2 separate regions of the Mus musculus genome follow, and region 1 is linked to region 2. A link is a contact called in public Hi-C data. All regions are on one chromosome and are shown on one strand. Each heading gives the region's core, a stretch centred on a gene start, on an enhancer-like site or on the middle of the called end of the contact. The rest is flanking DNA. Distances are from core to core; before and after follow the strand shown.

The links. Hi-C and Micro-C count contacts between places; a contact is called where the count stands out from the background.
Region 1: a Hi-C map of the C2C12 cell line shows a contact between it and region 2, with 1.8 times the contacts expected there. The contact joins two enhancer-like sites. A contact is called at or near these places in 2 of 484 Hi-C or Micro-C datasets (the C2C12 cell line and embryonic fibroblasts).

What each region holds. Positions count from the first base shown.
Region 1 is chr14:48,294,166-48,298,288 of GRCm38.p6, reverse strand. No RefSeq gene overlaps it. Among named protein-coding and RNA genes, the nearest start is that of Gm52144, 90 kb to the right of the region's middle. Within about 2 kb of position 2,083, at least 96 of the 459 cell types and tissues checked have an H3K27ac peak or open chromatin away from gene starts, as enhancers often do. A contact at or near this core is called in the C2C12 cell line, where this site is marked.
Region 2 is chr14:47,985,374-47,989,447 of GRCm38.p6, reverse strand. No RefSeq gene overlaps it. Among named protein-coding and RNA genes, the nearest start is that of 4930447J18Rik, 89 kb to the right of the region's middle. Within about 2 kb of position 2,722, at least 45 of the 459 cell types and tissues checked have an H3K27ac peak or open chromatin away from gene starts, as enhancers often do. A contact at or near this core is called in the C2C12 cell line, where this site is marked.

The sequences.
Region 1 (4,123 bases), core at 834-3,333, 310 kb before region 2:
CATCATGAGAGAAACTAGATCTTGCCTTCAACCCTGCATGGCCTCACTTGAGATGATTTCCAGCCTTTCTAGACCTTGGAGATAGCCTAGCCCTTAGTTACATATCACTTCACACCCAAATCCACGTTAACAATTTCAAACAAATACTTCAGGTACCAGAAGGTGAGTGAGAAAAATAACACAATCACAGACAGAAACCCGTGTTCACTGCAGGATTCCAGCATTTCAGTTCTTCGGGTGAATTGTCACCTTCCTTCTCTCGGAGTCACTTGATTAATAACCCTCTCTCCTTACCTCAAACCCAAACTTCAGGAAGAACAAATTGCAAGGGTTTGCAAAGAAGGTTTCTTTTTTTTTTTTCTTTCCATTTTTTATTAGGTATTTAGCTCATTTACATTTCCAATGCTATACCAAAAGTCCCCCATACCCACCCACCCCCACTCCCCTACCCACCCACTCCCCCTTTTTGGCCCTGGCATTCCCCTGTTCTGGGGCATATAAAGTTTGCGTGTCCAATGGGCCTCGCAAAGAAGGTTTCTAAGCGAGATTAGAACCATCCATTCTTCTTAGGATGTTTCAGTCGCTTCTCTAACTAAGGTTAGTGGTGAGGCATGTCGCTCCAGGATGTCTGAGTACCCAGTATTTGGGTAACTGAACCTCATACTTACGGCAACCTGCTGCTAAGATCTTGGCCTCCATTCAAGGTTTGGGCTTGGATGATGTGCCTGAAATCCAAGCCTAAAGCATTCAATCAGGAAAGGCTGGGATCCAAAGTTACAGCGTGGGTGAGCCCAGAGGATGCCAGCTCCAGCACCACTTACCTGTCAGGCCTGATTAGGGACTCAGCCTCCAGGCAGACAAGCCTGAGGTTAAAATCTGGCCTGCCATTTTCACGCTATGAGATTTTAGGCAGTTTGTACACAGTGTCTTTGCGATTCATCTTCTTCTGTAAAATAAGACTGTTAGTAATAACCCCAGTGTCATGAACTGTTAAGAGAATTAACATGAACGGTGTTTATTTATAAGCAGTAGTCTTTTCTCACTTATGTGTGTATGGTTTTGCTCAGAAAACAGGAGCTTTTTAAAAAAAATAATTAATTATGTTATTTATTTACATCCCCCACTCCTGGTCCCCCCTCGCAGAGTTCTTGCCTGATCCCTTTGTCCCTTTACCTCTGAGAGGGTGCTCCCCCCCCCCAGTATCCCTGCACCCTGGGGCATCAAGTCTCTACAAGATTAGGTACATCCTTTCCCACTGAGGCCAGACAAGACAGTCCTCTGCTACATATGTGTCAGTGGCTTTGGACCAGCCCATGTGAGCTCTGTGGTTGGTGGCTCAGTCTCTGGAGCTCACCAGGGTCCAGGTTAATTGACACTGTTGGTCTTCCTATGGGGTTGCCACCCCCTTCAGCTCCTTCAGTCCTTCCCCTAACTCTTCCATAAGGGTCCCCAACTTCAGTCCAATGGTTGGCTGTAAGTATCTGCATCTGTCTCAGTCAGCTGTTGGTGGATCCTCTCAGATCCTGCTAGGTTCCTGTGTGTGTGAGCACAACATAACATTGGTAAGAGTGTCAGGGATTGGCCCTCACCCATGGGATGGATCACAAGTTGGGCTGGCCACTGCCCGCCATTCCTTCAGTCTCTGATCCAGTTTTGTCCCTGTATTTCTTTTAAACAGGAGTGATTTTGGATCAAAAGTTTTGGAGAGGAGTTGGTGTTCTCATGCCTCCATCGGGGGTCCAAAAACAGGAACTTTTAATATCAAGTGCATCATTTTAAAATCGCAATAGACAAACTGAATAATCAGATGTACTGAATTGTCGGGGGGGGGGCGGGCAAGAATAAAGCCATAAACCACGATTAGAGATGGAGATGGTGAAGTCCGCATACTGACCCTTCAACAAGGAGAGAACTCTACCCAGATGGTTTGGAAGAAGCTCTGACATTCAGCTCACCCTCGACTGTTCAGTCAATAATGTCCCTCAGCTTTGCCTGGGTCCTGATGAAAACATGCCAACTGGGGCAGCTCTCTAAGAGGTAGGGGTCTAAGGAAGGGTTAACCACCCCAGAGCAGAGGGGGGCAGGCCAACACGTTCCCAGGCAGCTATGTTTATCTTGTGTTTTGAGCACCTGACTCAAGCTGAGTAAGAGGGTTTATTTTCTCACTTGGAAAGTTTTCAAAACACCAAAAGGATTTGGTTAAGAGGGAAATAACTCCACTCCAGCTAAATCTTTTTCACTGGCCAAATGGGGCAGGCAGAAAAAAAAAATCAGAAATCTGCTTTGGGCAGTACACAGAGTCATTCAGGGGACGTGGTCATTTGTTTATCAGCAGCCAGCAGCTTCCTGCAACCAGCCGCAGCTGCTGCTCTGCAAAACGATGTCTTTTCATTTTCGGAGAGAGAAGTGCTAAGCGTCACGTTCAGGCAAAGCAAATGACAAAATATTTGACTGCCTTTCTCTCCTTTTGGCTATTTTTACCCCTTGCAGGCTTCCCTGACAGCATCTCGCTTTTTATTCTGGCTCTTGCTTAGCAGTCGTGGTGTGAGTGCTGTCTTTCAGTGTTCTCAGGAGATGCTGAGACCCCGAAGCAACGTGGACATGGTGGGACCACCTCTGTGCTGGGCTTAAAATGGCCTCCTGTTCTGTGGGAAGGCCAATGGCAATCAGGAAAGGGGAAATGGTCAATTCCTTGAATGCTTGCTCACCGGAAGCCAAGCAGAGCATACCTGCTACTCACTTCCCCAGTAAAGGTCTCTACAAACACACTACCACTCCTCAGTTTGAAGGATAGAGATTTTGTTTTCTTAGCTGAGAATAAAACCTGATATTCCATACTTGATTGATTGATTGATTGATTGATTGATTGATTGAATCAGGGTCTTGCTATGTACCCCAGGCTGGCCTGGAATTCATCTTCCTGCCTTTGGTCTTCTGGGTGCTGACATTACAGGCATGTGTTGCCATGCCTGTCAAGATCCCATGAACAGCCTCATAATGTCCCCTTATATAATCTAGGTCAGCTCTCTGTAACATTCTCACCAGCCTGTCCATTGCTTTCTTCATGAAAAGTTACTGTAATTATCTTGCTACTGTGCCTTAATCTATTCATCATTCATTCATTCATGGGTCAAACAACCGATTCCTGTTATGAGTGTAGGGCTGAGAACAAAATGGAATGAGTCCCAGTTCGTAGCATCAAGGGGGATTACTGCTCACTCCAAGAAACTGGAAGGTAAGCAAGCAGGAGATTTGCAAAGAAATGTCCTAGAGCCAGGAAAACTCCTCTGCCATGGACATAAGAGGATGCCCTCTCTCTTGGCTCCCTCTGTGTGAGCCGCCTTCTCCTCTTCCTTTGCTAATTCCCCTGTAGGGTTGGTATGTCTCCTGCCATCTCCCTCACTGTCCTGCACACCACATTTCTCATGCCCCAAATTCTTATCCCATATCACAGAGGACAGACTCATTTATGCACGCACTGCTTATTCGTCTAGATGTCTTTCTCATGAGCAGCCTTTCACCGAGTACATCAATGCTAATTCTTTAAAGCTAATTCTTTAAAGTCTCTTCTTTTACTTGGAGCGCATTGTGAAGATTATAATCTACAAAGAATACTAAAATGGGGAAAGATTCCCTGGGCCTAGCTTCGTACTCATTTTTATTCGTCTGATTTATGGAGTTGATAGGTGAGGCAATGTTCTCATCTACTCTGTACCGGGGGTGTGCGGACAGCTCCATCCATCAAGCGAGCTGTCAGAGCACGATGCTTCAGAGACACTGGCAAACAAAGGTCCAGCTGGTTAACACTTCCAGGAGATGAGAAAGGAGGCTGTTAACCCCAGTGCCCAGGGAAAAGTATTTCCCTCCCTCGGCAGAGATGTGGAGACAGAAGGGATATAATTTAAGAATGAATTCCAAATATGTCTGTATTTCCGTTTCAATCCCTGCATGAAATATATTGATAAATGATCAGCTGTCAAAGGTGATGCTGTTGAAAACAGGATTTATCTTTATTAGTAAACTCAGATTTGGATGTCCATAAATGCAGAGAAAATAGGGGTTTAAGCCCAAATGGACAGTTATGCTGGTCTGATGAGGTGCCAGATGGCAGCTGGGGGCCCTG
Region 2 (4,074 bases), core at 1,473-3,972:
CTGATGATTACATCCAGCCATTCCACCCGACACTGAAAATTCTTCCAGCACAGAGAGAAATCTCAACACAGTTGACAATTAGAAAGCATGCTAGATTGTATGCATGCTTGAAGTTAGACAGTCTGATCAGTATCTATGGATATGCATAAATGTATATATAGATAGTAAAGTGTGTTGTCCCCTGCACAAGTCAGTATTAAAACTTTTGCTGCTTCATTTGAGTGTTGCTTTTAAATAAATCTTAACTTCCTATATGTAGCCTGTATGCCAGAGTATAGTTCAAGGGAGATAATTGTCAATAGTCATAGCATATTTATCATTCCTGTGTATTAATCATACAGAAGACACTGAAATGACTGTTAATGTTTACCACCGTCCTGTGAGGTATGTGTTGTTATTCTTACATTACAGTGAGATAGTTAAGTAATATGCACAATGCCAAAACAATTAACAAATATGGCTGGGAATCTGAATTTGATGCTCTCTGGGAACAGACTGTCTCTATTGTGGCAGTCATCAGAAACTTAAGAGCATTTGTTAACTGAGTGAACAAATGAAGGACGTTCAAATTTACTCCATTAACCTCAGTGTCATGCTGGATTGACTCACAGCCGTGACAATGAGCTTCGGACATGGCATATATTCCCTACCTGCAGGCCTATGAAAAGTATATGAGTTGTCTTCAAAAGGGGTAACACCAGGAAAACAAATGCCACGAGGTTTTTACATAAACCGGGGGCATCCATGTACACAGGGCATCCGTGTACAAAGGGCATCCATGGACACAGGACCTCCAGCCTGCACTACAGTCACGTTTATGGACAAAGCTGACTATTACCTTTCTCAGACCTGAACCTAGTTCCAAGCAAGCCTCCATTAACAAGAACTGGCCAGAAGAAATAGAGCAACATGGATTTTAACCAGCAGCTTCAAACATCAAACTTATGGTTTTAGGGAGCTGAGACAAATTGGTAGAACCTGGGCTCTGAGCAAAGCTTGGCTCTCAGTCCTAGGGTTGAAGCTTGCTGCCCCCCCCCCCATCTGTAATACACAAGCTACATCCTGTTCTTCTCTCCATGGGATCTTATTGCTGGCCTGAAAGACCGACAAACACCTTCACCCCACATACCAAGTGCCATTGGTGTTTGGCTAGCAGCCACTGTTGACAGCTAGATGTGTGTCCCCGGTTTCTCCATGGCAAGATTGAGGGACTGCAGAGGATGGGGATTCTTTTATAGTACCCCCGAGTTTTATCTAGTTCATTTCTCCTTCTAACAAGTACAAAATTCCTTCTATTACAGATTATCTCTAGAGTTCACTGTCGAAGTTCATTTCAATTCTTGCGTTCTAGGATGAGACATTCATTCAAAACGAATGACTGCCACATCAGTCACAGGGCTCAGCCCCTGGCATGGGAACTGTATTTCTTTAATGGCTTTATTCCTTTGAATGTGTTTTGGAGGTCTCTATTATGCCTCAGTCCTTGAAGAAAACCAGTGAGAGTCGCAGACAGGGCCCTCTGCTGCTCGAAAACCTGAGAAGCAAATCTGCAGAATTTTCAAACTGTGCAGTCTGTCCTGGGTGACTGTGACTGGGCGCCAAGTCCTAAACACAACACAAAACAGTGGTTATTCTCCTGGGACATCTGGGTGCCAGATGAGTTTCTTTCCTGCTCTCCAAAATGGTCAGAGATTTGCAGTAATTGAATGAAAGAATGTTTAATAACTGAAAATATTGCTCATCCAGAGAGAGAGAGAGATTAGGCTTTAATTAAATGGTGTCATTTAATACGTCGTCCAGCAGATACTGTAATTGGGTTCTTTAGCACAGCACACACTAATATCTAAGCTTTACTGAGGTGATAATGACACTAATTTAGCCCAGTGGATACATAACCAGCTTGGCTGCCTCTGACACCCCAGCATATTGTACGAAGAGCAAGCTTTGATCCTGGTGTCTGCGCCACTCTTAATCAGTCATTTCTTTCTAAAATAAAATCACTAGTCAGCCAGAGCAAACAAACCCTTTTTATACTAAACAGGTATGATGCTGGGGATGTGTCGGGGCAAGAGGTTGTTCGTTTCCACAGATACAAAGAAAGAGGGGCTATCTTCAAAGCAGTTGTGAAATTACATTTCATTTGAACAGGAAGAATGGCATTTATTATCTTTAAAACCTGATATAAATGCAAAGCAGCCCTCAGCAGTTCGTTCAAAGAGGGCAGACAATTCCCTGGCACAATGGCAGCTGTGGGTTTTAAGTCCTATCTTCACTTGATCATTTGCAAGGACGTTTTCATTTCCAGTCTTGGCTCCCGTTTCCTCATTGCTTAATCCTGAAATGGGATACAGTTACGGTCCTACTCTCTAGCCATTCTGTTTGATAATTCTGAACAAAGCAGAAATGAGTGGGGGGCCAGGCAGTGACGAATTTAACTGAACCTAAAAGAAGATGAGAAAAGAACTGATCTCTTAGGGTCTAGTGCCACAGATGTATTACAAAGTAACCAGAGATTAAATTCCTTTGCTAAATTCTTTGTTTTCAAAACTAAGTGGTGCTTCCACAGAGAGATGGAAAACTTTCATTTCCCTGATTGCAAATGACCGTGGACATGTTTATTTTGGAAAAGACTGGAAACATTGATTACACAGTGGCTGGGTGGGTCACAGGACCATGAAAAAGAATAGCAGCATGGCTCTGTCACTGGGTGGGGAAGCAGAATTTGAAACCACTCTGATCCCTGGGGTGTAACTCCGCCTTTGAAGACCTTGCAATCCTGTGTCAGGGATAGCTAACAGTAATTCAGAGCTCCTCCCCGCCCCTTAGAACTCTGGCAGGGGGCTCCAGGGCTCCTCTCCAAATGCTGAGAACTGTAACTGGTCCTCTTTGTAAACTGCATGCTGAAAACTCTAAAATCAGAGCACAGCCAGCCTGTTGATGTTCACCAGAACCACACCTGGGCACCCCCTTCAACAGCTTTGTATTGAAAATCCCGGTGGTGGGAGCATATATGAATTGAACATGTATGACTTTTCCCTAGTCATTAGTCCTTAACCATTATAGGACACCATCTGCTTATAGAATATTTATTTCATATCAGGCATTATAAATCATCTGGAGATGATTGAAGTATTTTAAGAGATACACGTAATTTATATGTAGCTATGACACCATTTTATACAAGGCACGAGGAGCATCCTTATGTTTTAGTATCCATGAGAAGTGGGAGTCGGAGACTCTCCCTCTCTCTCTCTCTCTCTCTCTCTCTCTCTCTCTCTCTCTCTCTCTCTCTCTCTCTCTCTCTCTCTCGTGCGCTCTCGCCCTCCCTCCCTCCCTCCCTCCCTCCCTCTCACTGCTTGGGACAGCAAAGGACAACTATGCCCTGCAAACTCAGGAAATATGGCAGCTGTGACAGTTTGTATATGCTTAGCCCAGGGAGTGGCACTATTAGGAGGTGTGGCTTTGTTGGAGTAGGTGTGTCACTGTGGACGTGGGCTTTAATGCCCTCCTCCTAGCTGCCTGGAAGTCAATATCTGCTAGCAGTCTTCTGATGAAGATGTAGAACTCAGCTCTTCCTGCACCATGCCTACCTGGACTCTGCCATGTTCCCACCATGATGATAATGAACTGAACCTCTGAACCTGTGAGCCAGCCTCAATCAAATGTTTTCCTTTATAAGAGTTGCTTTGGTCATGGTGTCTGTTCACAGCAGTAAAACCCTAAGCCAGCCAAGCCAGGAAAGGAATCTTGAGCTAGGTAAAGGGTGATGGGGAAACAGCTTGGATCCTCACAATTAGAGGACAAACCTCCTGCTCCGCCTCCACACTCCCCGCCACACACACGTAGTACAGCTCTCGGGGGATCCTGTGCTCATTCTCAGCCCAAAGAGTTGGTTATATCCTGCTTCTTCCTCCCAGAGCCAAGACTCCCTGGACTGAGTGACAACCACAAACACTACTGTGCTTTGGACAATTAGAGTCTGTCCTTTACTCCCCAGACAATTTCCTCCTCATACCACAGCCATCAGCTGTACCCAGAGCACTATTCTGGGCCTGGTCCTCACTGACTTTCCAA